Linked DNA regions of Rattus norvegicus: all the other regions are linked to region 2. The links are chromatin contacts, called in public Hi-C and HiChIP or PLAC-seq maps. All regions are on one chromosome and are shown on one strand. The core of a region is the stretch at or near the end of the contact, and the rest is flanking DNA. Distances in the headings are between cores, read along the strand shown.

The links. Hi-C and Micro-C count contacts between places; a contact is called where the count stands out from the background. HiChIP or PLAC-seq counts read pairs in DNA pulled down with a chosen protein or histone mark.
Region 1: a Hi-C map of Schwann cells shows a contact between it and region 2, with 2.7 times the contacts expected there. The contact joins the promoter of Dhx40 here to the promoter of Ypel2 in region 2. A contact is called at or near these places in 7 of 12 Hi-C or Micro-C datasets (the A7r5 cell line, Schwann cells, frontal cortex and 4 more).
Region 3: an H3K27ac HiChIP or PLAC-seq map of oligodendrocytes shows a contact between it and region 2, with 9 times the contacts expected there. The contact joins the promoter of Cltc here to the promoter of Ypel2 in region 2. A contact is called at or near these places in 3 of 12 Hi-C or Micro-C datasets (the A7r5 cell line, Schwann cells and mammary epithelial cells) and 1 of 1 datasets of contacts at active chromatin or transcription factors (oligodendrocytes).

The regions. Positions count from the first base shown.
Region 1 is chr10:72,117,321-72,120,284 of GRCr8, forward strand. It overlaps Dhx40 (DEAH-box helicase 40), which reads right to left and starts at 1,472. Exons shown (of 18, transcript NM_001005873.1): 1 at 1,269-1,472; 2 at 308-475. The coding sequence starts at 1,380.
Region 2 is chr10:72,299,713-72,302,822 of GRCr8, forward strand. It overlaps Ypel2 (yippee-like 2), which reads right to left and starts at 1,412. Exons shown (of 5, transcript NM_001108286.2): 1 at 1,276-1,412.
Region 3 is chr10:72,069,055-72,072,288 of GRCr8, forward strand. It overlaps Cltc (clathrin heavy chain), which reads right to left and starts at 1,637. Exons shown (of 31, transcript NM_019299.2): 1 at 1,498-1,637. The coding sequence starts at 1,539.

The DNA.
Region 1 (2,964 bases), core at 222-2,721, 180 kb before region 2:
CCATATTGGCTTCAAAACTCAGAGATGCTCCTGACTCTGCCTACCAAGTGCTGGGATCAAGTGTGTGTCACCATGATCGGCCTTCTTCGTTTACTATTATTATTACTATTATTATTATCATTGTAATTTAAAATGTTACCCAAACAATTCCAGAACCTGAAATAAATCCAGAAAGACAAGGAGACATAGGGAGGTGGTTCTGGAAAAGCAAAGCAGCAATGGGCATTTGCACACCACAGTCCTTTAATAAACCTTAAAGAAGTTTTCTCTCTTTAGTGCCTCCAGTTTTATCCGAGAATAAAATTACCTGCTTCATAAAGGTATTTAGGGAGTTGAGTTGTTTTACCACTTCCTGTATTTCCAGTAACGATGAGGAACGAATTGTCCCTCACAGCTTGAATGAGCTTTTTTCTTTGTTTCTGAATAGGAAACGTTGGAGTTGTTCCTCCCTCCTGTGATGTGCATCCTTTCTCTTCTGTAACAACACAAAAATAATTATGTGATTGAAACACCTAAGATCTCTCTGATAATGCCTCGGTCCTGAAAGAAGAACTTGCAGTAATCAAGGGTCACTCTATGACTTTTAAGTTATGTCAACCATATACAAATCACGTGAAAGTTTATAAACTCAGAATAACTTTTTGGCAAAATCAAACAACTTCAACATTGTTGATGAGTAACTCAACGTACTTGACAAAGTCAGTCTAGCACAAGGCAATGTGTATGTATGCATACCTATCTAGAAGTACTAAACTCAATTTTATTAAACAATAGACCAAAAACCTGAGCACAGCGGAACAACTCTGAGAAGAATAAGAAGCCACCTGTATTTGCTTCTGATTCACAGTTCAAGTTAGGTCCCTGTTCAGAGTGACTGATATCCCAGAAGGCCAAGTGGTGGGTAACCATGGAAACTGGCTCCTGGAAACGGGCTCCCTTCATATCGTACCCAAAGGCAGGCTGGCGGCCCGACGAAGGGGAGGGGGATGAACGGGTAGAGAACAAAGGCTTTATGAGGCTGTAGAACAGCAGAAGGCATTTGGGCGTTGGGGTCCACTTTCTTGCCCCCCAGCGAGGTTCTCACCCAACTTGGGTTTGGGACCGCCCCCCTCTAAGCCAAAGTGCTCACTGGACGCAAAGTTCGCCGTCTGGCTTAAAAGACCAAAAGAACACCTAAGCTTCCTCCCCACCTCCTCTGACACCCACAAATACACTTTTCACCCCGCAAATAACTCCCGCCGGCTCCCACAGCGTCCCGCGGACCGCACCTCTGTCAGCGATGCGAACAGCTGACGGCCGCTCTTCCTGGAGCTCTACTGGCCGCTCGCCCTCCTCCTGCCGCCTTGGCGCCCTGCCCGCGACGGCGGGAAACCGGGACATAGACCCGGTCCGGAGAAGAAGCGAACACGTCCACGGAGCCGAGGAGATGGGAGGGGAAAAGCGAGGGCGCGCCCTGATGACGTTGGGGTGTTTACTTCCGCGCGTGCGACTGGCTGCGAGGGGTGGGGAAGCAGCTCGATGACGTGGCGGCGTCTGCTTGGACGCGCACGGACCCGCGCTCCTGGGGGTCCGAGGCCCCACCCCCGAGGAGTCCCGCCCACTGCCACGTGCCTCCATCAGCCGCGAAGTCACACCTGAACACCTAAAGGCCAGTTCAGGATTTTTCTGGTGTGAAATATGGCAGAGCAATACGTCCCTTAGGTGCTATAGCATCCCAAGTCTTGTCTATCTCCAGACACACCAGTTGAAATGACCCTTTCCCAGGAGCCGAAGCCATCCTACAATGCGACCTTGGGCAACTCTCTACCTATCTCCCTATCAAGACACATGGCTTCTGAGTTGCCCGCCAACTAGTAGTTCTGCAGTTTTCAAAGCTTAGATTCCCATGCTGTTTCACTCCCTTCGGGAAGCCCTTCATTTACATCTATTTGCATATTTCCATACCCTCCTAGAGGCTGGGAAGGCCCACAAGAGTTAGACTTTACAAACACTATTCAGTGTACACCCAACGGAAGCTGTGACTCAAGGTGGGTAATAGAATACATGAATGAATACCGTCTGTTTTAAAATAAGCTGACTTCTAATGGAAGTACGTTCCTTCGGAAACACAACTGCTGAAAATTCTACAGGTACACACTATCTGAGGTGGGGTTGTTTATTTATTCTACCACTGAACTATACACTAAGTCCCCAATATACCTTTAACACTGGGGACTTGGAGTATATATAGTTCAGTGGTAGAATACTTATCTACTATATGGGAGGCCCTGGGATGCCATACCCAGAACAACACATAAACTTGATCAAAGCTGAATGTGGTGACTTGTACCCATGGTTCCAACACCAGAGGTAGAGGCAGAAGAATTACTATGAGTTCCAGGTTACCACTGACATAATTCTGAGAAATAGATCCTGTCTCAGAAGAGGAAGTGAATAAAGGGGAGAGGGAGAAAGAAGAGGGGGAGGAGAGAGGAAGAGAGGAGAAGAAAAGAGGGGAGGAGGGAGGGAGAGCGGTGGGGAGGATCTTGGACCAGTCCTTCAATGATAATACCGGCTGATTGTATAAGTTGAGTCAGTTGTAACAAAATGTGAAGAAACCTGCTTCTTACACTTCATCACTATGTAGCTCAGGCTACCCTGGAACTCATGATCTTTCTGCCTCAGGTATCCAAGTGCTAAGATGGCGGATAGATGGCATCGTGTCCATTTGCTTCCTGCACTTTTCATTAGTTTCTGCTGTTAAAACTAATCACAGTTTATAGGAAGGCAACATAAAACTGCCGTTCACCTATCAACCCAAGACCTTACTTGGGTTGAAAAGATGTAAGATGTTGTTAGAATCCAAGACTTTGCTTTAAAATGTATGTGTATCAACAACTTTTTAATGAAACTGATTGACAACTCCTTTAATGCAAGTTTGTCAGATTTCAAATGATAGCAGAAAAGGTGTAACTTTCTAATAGC
Region 2 (3,110 bases), core at 162-2,661:
TTCTAATAAAGACATTATTTTGTAAACTACAGAATTTAAGAGTGAAACTTCCTCAAAAATAAGAATATCAAATGCTAAGAAAGTGAAGGGCTGATGGACTGAACTCAGGTAAAGCCTACAGCAGTGTGTGCCAAAAGGAAAAGCAACCCTATTTTCCTGATCAGATCCTGTGAACCCCCAAACCAGACTACTGCAGAGCCTCAAGCATAAGATTTACTGTAATACCTTTGTGCCTCTAATGTTCTGTAAATGGGGTTCAGAAAAGTAATCCCTAGTCTTCTTGTCCAGTGCTCTGGACAGGGAACCCATCTTACTAGAACGAAGATGAGCATGAGGAACAAAAGACTAATAAGACTGCAACTCAGTGGCTCAAAGACCCTCCAACGTGGCAACAACAAATCAACAAGGAAGCCAAAAAAGCAGGGCTCCGGGGCATTTACCATTTCCAGCAGCCGGACTGTGGAAGTCTGGGAAAACCGGGGGATATCCACTCTGCTTTTTAAAAACTGTGGGTAAAAGTGAAGTCAGAGGAGGCAGGCAGTTCTTTGCACAAGGGGTCCAAAGGAACAGTGCCACCCCTGCTAAGTGCCAGCCACAAGATGGGAGTAAGGCTCCACTGTTTCGGAAAAATCACCCTAACTAAGGGAGTCAGCAACCAGGCAGGTAGAACTTGAAGCAGGAAGAGACAGGAGCCAGCTCCTGGGAGGGACCCTCCGCAGAGGCCCCCGCAGCAAGTCTAGCAACAAAGTTCGCGCCCACCCCTTGGCAAGGCCGCTGGGGAGGCGCCGGGAAGCGTCCAGGCAGTTACTCGCTGTGGTTCCCTTGGCCTGAGGCTGCCGAAGCGCCCCCGGGACTTTTGAGGGCGATGAGCCCCAGACCCAAGTATCTCGATGGAGACATGGACGGCACAGCTGGGTGTCACCGGGTGCCACCGGTGGGGGAGGGGGATCACGCTGAACAAGGGAGTCGGTGGCGCCCAGGTCTCTGGGTCCCCCCACCCCCATATTTGCCGGGCAGCTCGTCGTCACCCGCAAGTCCCGAACCCAGAGCGCGCGCCAGTGTTTGTAAACAAACCGGTCACGTGGCCGCAGCAACCCGCTCCCCGCCCCTAGCACCCCGGGAACCTTCGGGGAGCCCCCTCGGGACCGCGACAACACCGCCCAGCTGAGCCGGGCTGCACGCAGCGCGGGAGCCCGACCGTCCCCAGGGCGCACAGCCCGAACCGGAGCGGAAAGCGCCCCACGCCCACGCGAGCCCAGCTCGAGATCCCCATACCTGGCGGCAGGCTGCCGGGTCCGGCCAGCCCCGAGCTCGGCTGCTCCGGAGTGCTTGGCGAAGAAGGGCTGCACGGCTGACTCTAGCGCTCCCAGCGCGCTCTTAAAGCCACAGTCTCCGCCACCGCCACCGCCACTGCCGCTCCGCATCCCTCCGAGTCCGGGCTGGGGGCTTGCCGAGTGACAGACGCGCCCCCGCGCCTATCCCATCGGCTCAGCACATAGCAACACGCCACTGGTTGGTCCGGCACGGCCGCAGCCCATCCGGGAGAAGCCAATCACTGGAGGACGGAACTCCGCCCCTGCTTTCCCTGCCTCCCGCCCCCAACCCCCACCCGCCCCTCGGCCCTGGCGGGGCGCGCGTGCGAGGAGTGTGGCAAGGTCTGGTCCCGCCAGTCCCGGCAGCTGGCGGGCGGGGCTGGGAAAAGAGGTGATTAGAGTGGGGGAGCTCTCTGAGATAGGAGCCTGTTTGTTTGGGTTTACTGGGGTTCCCAGGATCCGGGGCTATGTTGGGAAGTGGGATTTACAATGCTTTTGTTTTGAGACCCTAGATAGTGATTCCTCACTCCACTTTTAAGCCACGCTTGACCCAGAGCCTAAGTTACTAGAAGTGACCCTCAGAGTTCAAGGCAGGTATGTACTTAATAAGATAGTACCAGTGTCGTCAGGCCCACCCATGCCCTGCTCAGAAGCAGAAAGATAAGTCTCTATTCCCTCTGCCTTGCTAGTAATTTCCTAATTAAAACTAGGAAAAGGGTTGCCTGGTGTGTTCGAGTCCCTGAGTTGAATCCCCTGTACTGAGAGTGGGAGAGCATGGAGAAGGACTATAGAGAAACTGGAGTCCCTATTGCTAATGGCTAGTGAGGTCTATTAGCAACGAAAAATAGAACAAGAATAGTCAAAGTGACCAAAGGGGAGGAGCTTGCCTTCTGGGTCAGTGGGGTGGTGCTTTTCAAGGAAGAGAGGGTTAAAAAATAAACTCCTGACAGTCGGGAAGTCCAGGGAGGCACCAGGTGGGTGGAGTGGGGCAGTCTTCCGACAGGAAAACAGGTCAATTTGATAAAAGGATTTCTGCCAGAGGAGACAGCAGATCCTCTAAGCCGCTGGGATTCTGAACGGTGTTGGGGCAAAATACGTGTTTCCATTACCATTTTAGAAGAGAAGAAAACACGTGGTAATTGGACAGGTTGGTTCGTGCTTTATAACCCAAGGCTTGGGAAGTGATCAGAAGTTCAGGTCATCCTCAGCTACATAATTCCAAGGTCGCCAGGTCACTGAAAAAGAAAAAGACAAAACGAACATTCGGGGTGTGGAAGGAGGCTGAGGAAACTTTTGGTCTCCTCTCTGGTAGCAGTTTACACATAAACCCAGAATGGTATTTCTCCCCAGGTGCCTCAAGATGTCACCTGTCACTCCACTCAGCTGTTTTTAGTATACGGGCAATCAACCAAATTATCTTCAGTGAATGTAGCTCACGTGGTTAGGGATGAATTCAGTCCCAACGTTGGTAAGAACAAAACTACCTCATATTTGTTGGTAGATACTGGTTTCTGTGTAAGGGCACTGTCAATATTTACAACTGACCACTTTGGGAGGTGTAAACCCTGGAGTCAAAACGCCTTCAGCTGATTAATCACAAACTTGAAAAGATTTGAGATTGGATCTTTAAGAAGATACATTAAGGGGTTGGGGATTTAGCTTAGCGGTAGAGCACTTGCCTAGCAAGCGCAAGGCCCTGGGTTCTGTCACCAGCTCCAGAAAAAAAAGAAAAAAAAAAGATACATTAAATTCTTTAGATCATGAAAAACTTGATTACCAGCCCAGGGCTGCTTTCTG
Region 3 (3,234 bases), core at 387-2,886, 230 kb before region 2:
GATCTTATTGCCAAAATCAGGTGAATTATTTGAAAACTAGTGATGACTGAAGAAAGTGTATTTAGCTCATTTTATGGGCAAAGGTCTATTATCATTTACATTTAAAGTCCTAAAGTAAAATAATTTTTTAATGTAAGCAACACGGTAAAAGTCTATAAAGAAATATTTAATTATTTTACTTGTAGCTGAATTTTAGTTAACCCTGTTTATTATCAAACATCTTTTACGTGTATCAACGGAGAACAGTAAATCAGATTGCCTTCAATGATAAAGCACTCAATAAGTTACCAATATTTGAACTGGATCGTTACACCTTCCCTCATGAAATTAGCCCTTCAAAAGATGAAGCTGAAAGCAGATTTCTTTATGGGGATATTTGGGGGGAAGTAAATTATTATGAATAAATTATGATGTTAAAGAGTCAGGACAAGAGAACCAGGAAAAGCAGCAGTTCAGAAGAAGCTTAATTCAGCGAAGCCCTCCAATGGTCACCTGCCTAGGCCAACTGCTGGCATGGTGCCAGGTTAGACAATGGTGTATTGACTCCAGGATAAGGTGCAGTGGGGGGAGGGGGGCACCCCAGCCTATTAAAAAGAAGCCAGTTATAGATCAACTTGTCAGGTACTGTCTCAGAGCAGGTATGCATTTACAGCACTCCAGGCTCTGTTGAATTCCACACAGTCCTGTGAGACATACTCCTGCCTTAATCCCACAACTACCTGCTAGATTCCAAAAGACCATAAATAACCTCTAAATAACTCTCCCTACCTACAAGAATCAAAGTGAGTCTTAGAACTACACTAACCCTTGAAGAAACCAAGAAAGGAAAAATATGCGCGTTCCCCTTGGGACCTTGACCCCAGGCACCCTGAGACTGACACCGCCCCTAGCCGCCCCTCTATCTTCTTTCTGTTCCTTCAGTGAGTGTGACCTTCGGTTCTTTACAGATTCAGGGAAGGCAAGACACAAGCCACTGCTACCCTAACCCCAAGGTGCCTTTCTCAGCTGTGAGCTGCAGAGCGAAGATGCAGCTCCTCCCCAACCCACCCGCCACACAATTCCTGGGTGCAGACTCGATGTGGAAATCGGAATAGACCAAGGGAAGGTGACAGCCCTGCATCGCCCGGAGTTAACGAGAATTCTTGCTCTGGGAGAAACGCGCGAGAAGCTCCCCCACCTAGCCCCTACCCAAATGAATGAACTGAGTAAAATGGGAAGGGGGGTCTGGTATGCGCAGTTCTTGCAATCCAGGAAGCAGAAATAAGAGGCCGTCAGACGTAAGGCCTGGCCTCGCCGCCCTTTGCACTCCGATTCGTCATTTCCATCCTAGTCTCATATCGTTTAACCCTTTAAGCTTTTAAGACAGTGTCCTTCCTCCATCAATGCCAAATACCGACACCCCCCCACTCCCGTTCTCTCGATCCCCTTCGGGCCGGGCCGCTAGCTTCCTTCCCAATACCCTCGAAAAGTCCCTCAGCAGCCCCGACTAACACGCACCTGGAGATGCTCCTGAAAGCGAATTGGCAGAATCTGGGCCATGGCGCTGTCGGGGAGTATGGTCTCCTCCTGTCACTGGGGCTGCAGGGCAGTGCCTGCCCGGGCTCTCCAAGGGAGAGGAGGAGAAGGGGAAGGGAGGGGGAGGTTGGGCTCAGAGGAATACTCTCCGGGGACGTAGGGAACTGGCAGGCAGACGAGAGAGCTTGGGTCGGGGGCGGAGGCTCCAAGGGCCGGGAGAGCCGCAATGGCGGAACCGGGAGCAGCGCAGACTCCGGAAACGGCTGAGCCCTGCGGAAGGATCCCGGGGCAGAACTCCGCCCAGCCTCCTCACCCTGTCCGCCTTATGTAGCCTTCCACGAACCCCGTGCAGCGGACAGGCGTAGGAATTCAGGGACGCAGTGCGCGGATCGCTCTTCGCTGATGCGGCAGCGGGGAAACAGAGGAACCGAGGGACTACTTTTTCTAGACTCATCACTTTCCCCAGGCTCCGGTTTCTCCCTCCTCCCCTCCCCCCCACCTTTTTTTTTTTTTTAACATTTTGCCACATCATGCGACTCGGGGCGAACTACGTCATTTCCGTAGGCGCTGTAGGACCCACCCACGCACTTCCAGGTGCACGTGATGCGGGTAGGGAAGGGTCGGTTGACGGCTGCCAGAGTGGAGGGCGAGAGTTAGGGACTGGCCGCTGCTCCTGGGGTTGAGGTGGCCGTTGAGCCCCCTGCCGGCGTGGCGACCGGGGCGTGAGGACACCGAGTGCCTGAGGAGAAGGCCGCGGCGTCGGCGCCGCGGTGACTAAGGGAAAACGGCCCCGCCGCAGCGCTCTTTGGGCGGCTGACTGCGGCGCGCCTCCCCCGCCCGGTTTCACGCAGTGGGTGGTTGCTGACACCTCAGGGAGGGGGGATCGTGCTGAGCTGCAAGCCTCCCTGCCCTGACGCACGCCCTTCTGACGCCAGGAGAGCCGGATGGCTCTCGAGTGCCTCAGATAAACCATCTCAAAGGACAGTGAAGGCCATGTGAGAAGTGTCTCCTGCTGGCCCTGGAGAGAGCTTCCGCGGACATTTTGGTGGACTTACACCAGCCTAATGTAGAGATTAGTTTGGCCTTTGAGAGTTGGGAGTGTTCGGCAACCTGAAAATCTTTAAAGGTTTAGATCAAAGGATGGATGGTGAAAGAAACCTCGAGGGCTTTCTTGGAGCGGAGGGATTGACTGTTGGTCATACACGTTAGTAGGATCATTGCCTGTAGTAGCAAAGTGGGCAGTGTAAGCTCTTCAAAACCGGAGCACCTTGCCTGACTACAGCACTAAGGTATCTGCAGCATTCATTAGCGATTCATAGCCGCTCCAGAGCTCTTGCTAAAGTGTAAGGTGTAATGTTTCACAATAGCACCAATAAGGATGATTTAGAGAATTCAATTCCTCATATTTCATCTTAATTCCCCTGAAAGTTCTTGAGAAAGTTATTTTCAATGCCCCTTTCACCTAAAGAACATAAGACACCACTGGGTATACAATAATTTTGTGTAAGCGGTTTTGCTTACAGAAATCTGCTTAGTCATTTTAGTTGCTTTTAGTGTTTCTCCAAATACTGCCTTTCATACCTGGGCTGAGAGAAACAGGCAAGTGAGAAGGCAGTCAGCCCCCCGTTGTGAAGAAGAGCCTTGCCACCATATTTAGGATGCTTTGTGTTTGTATAATTTCACTTAAACATTTGAATGCTCTCTCCTGCAACGTTTGAA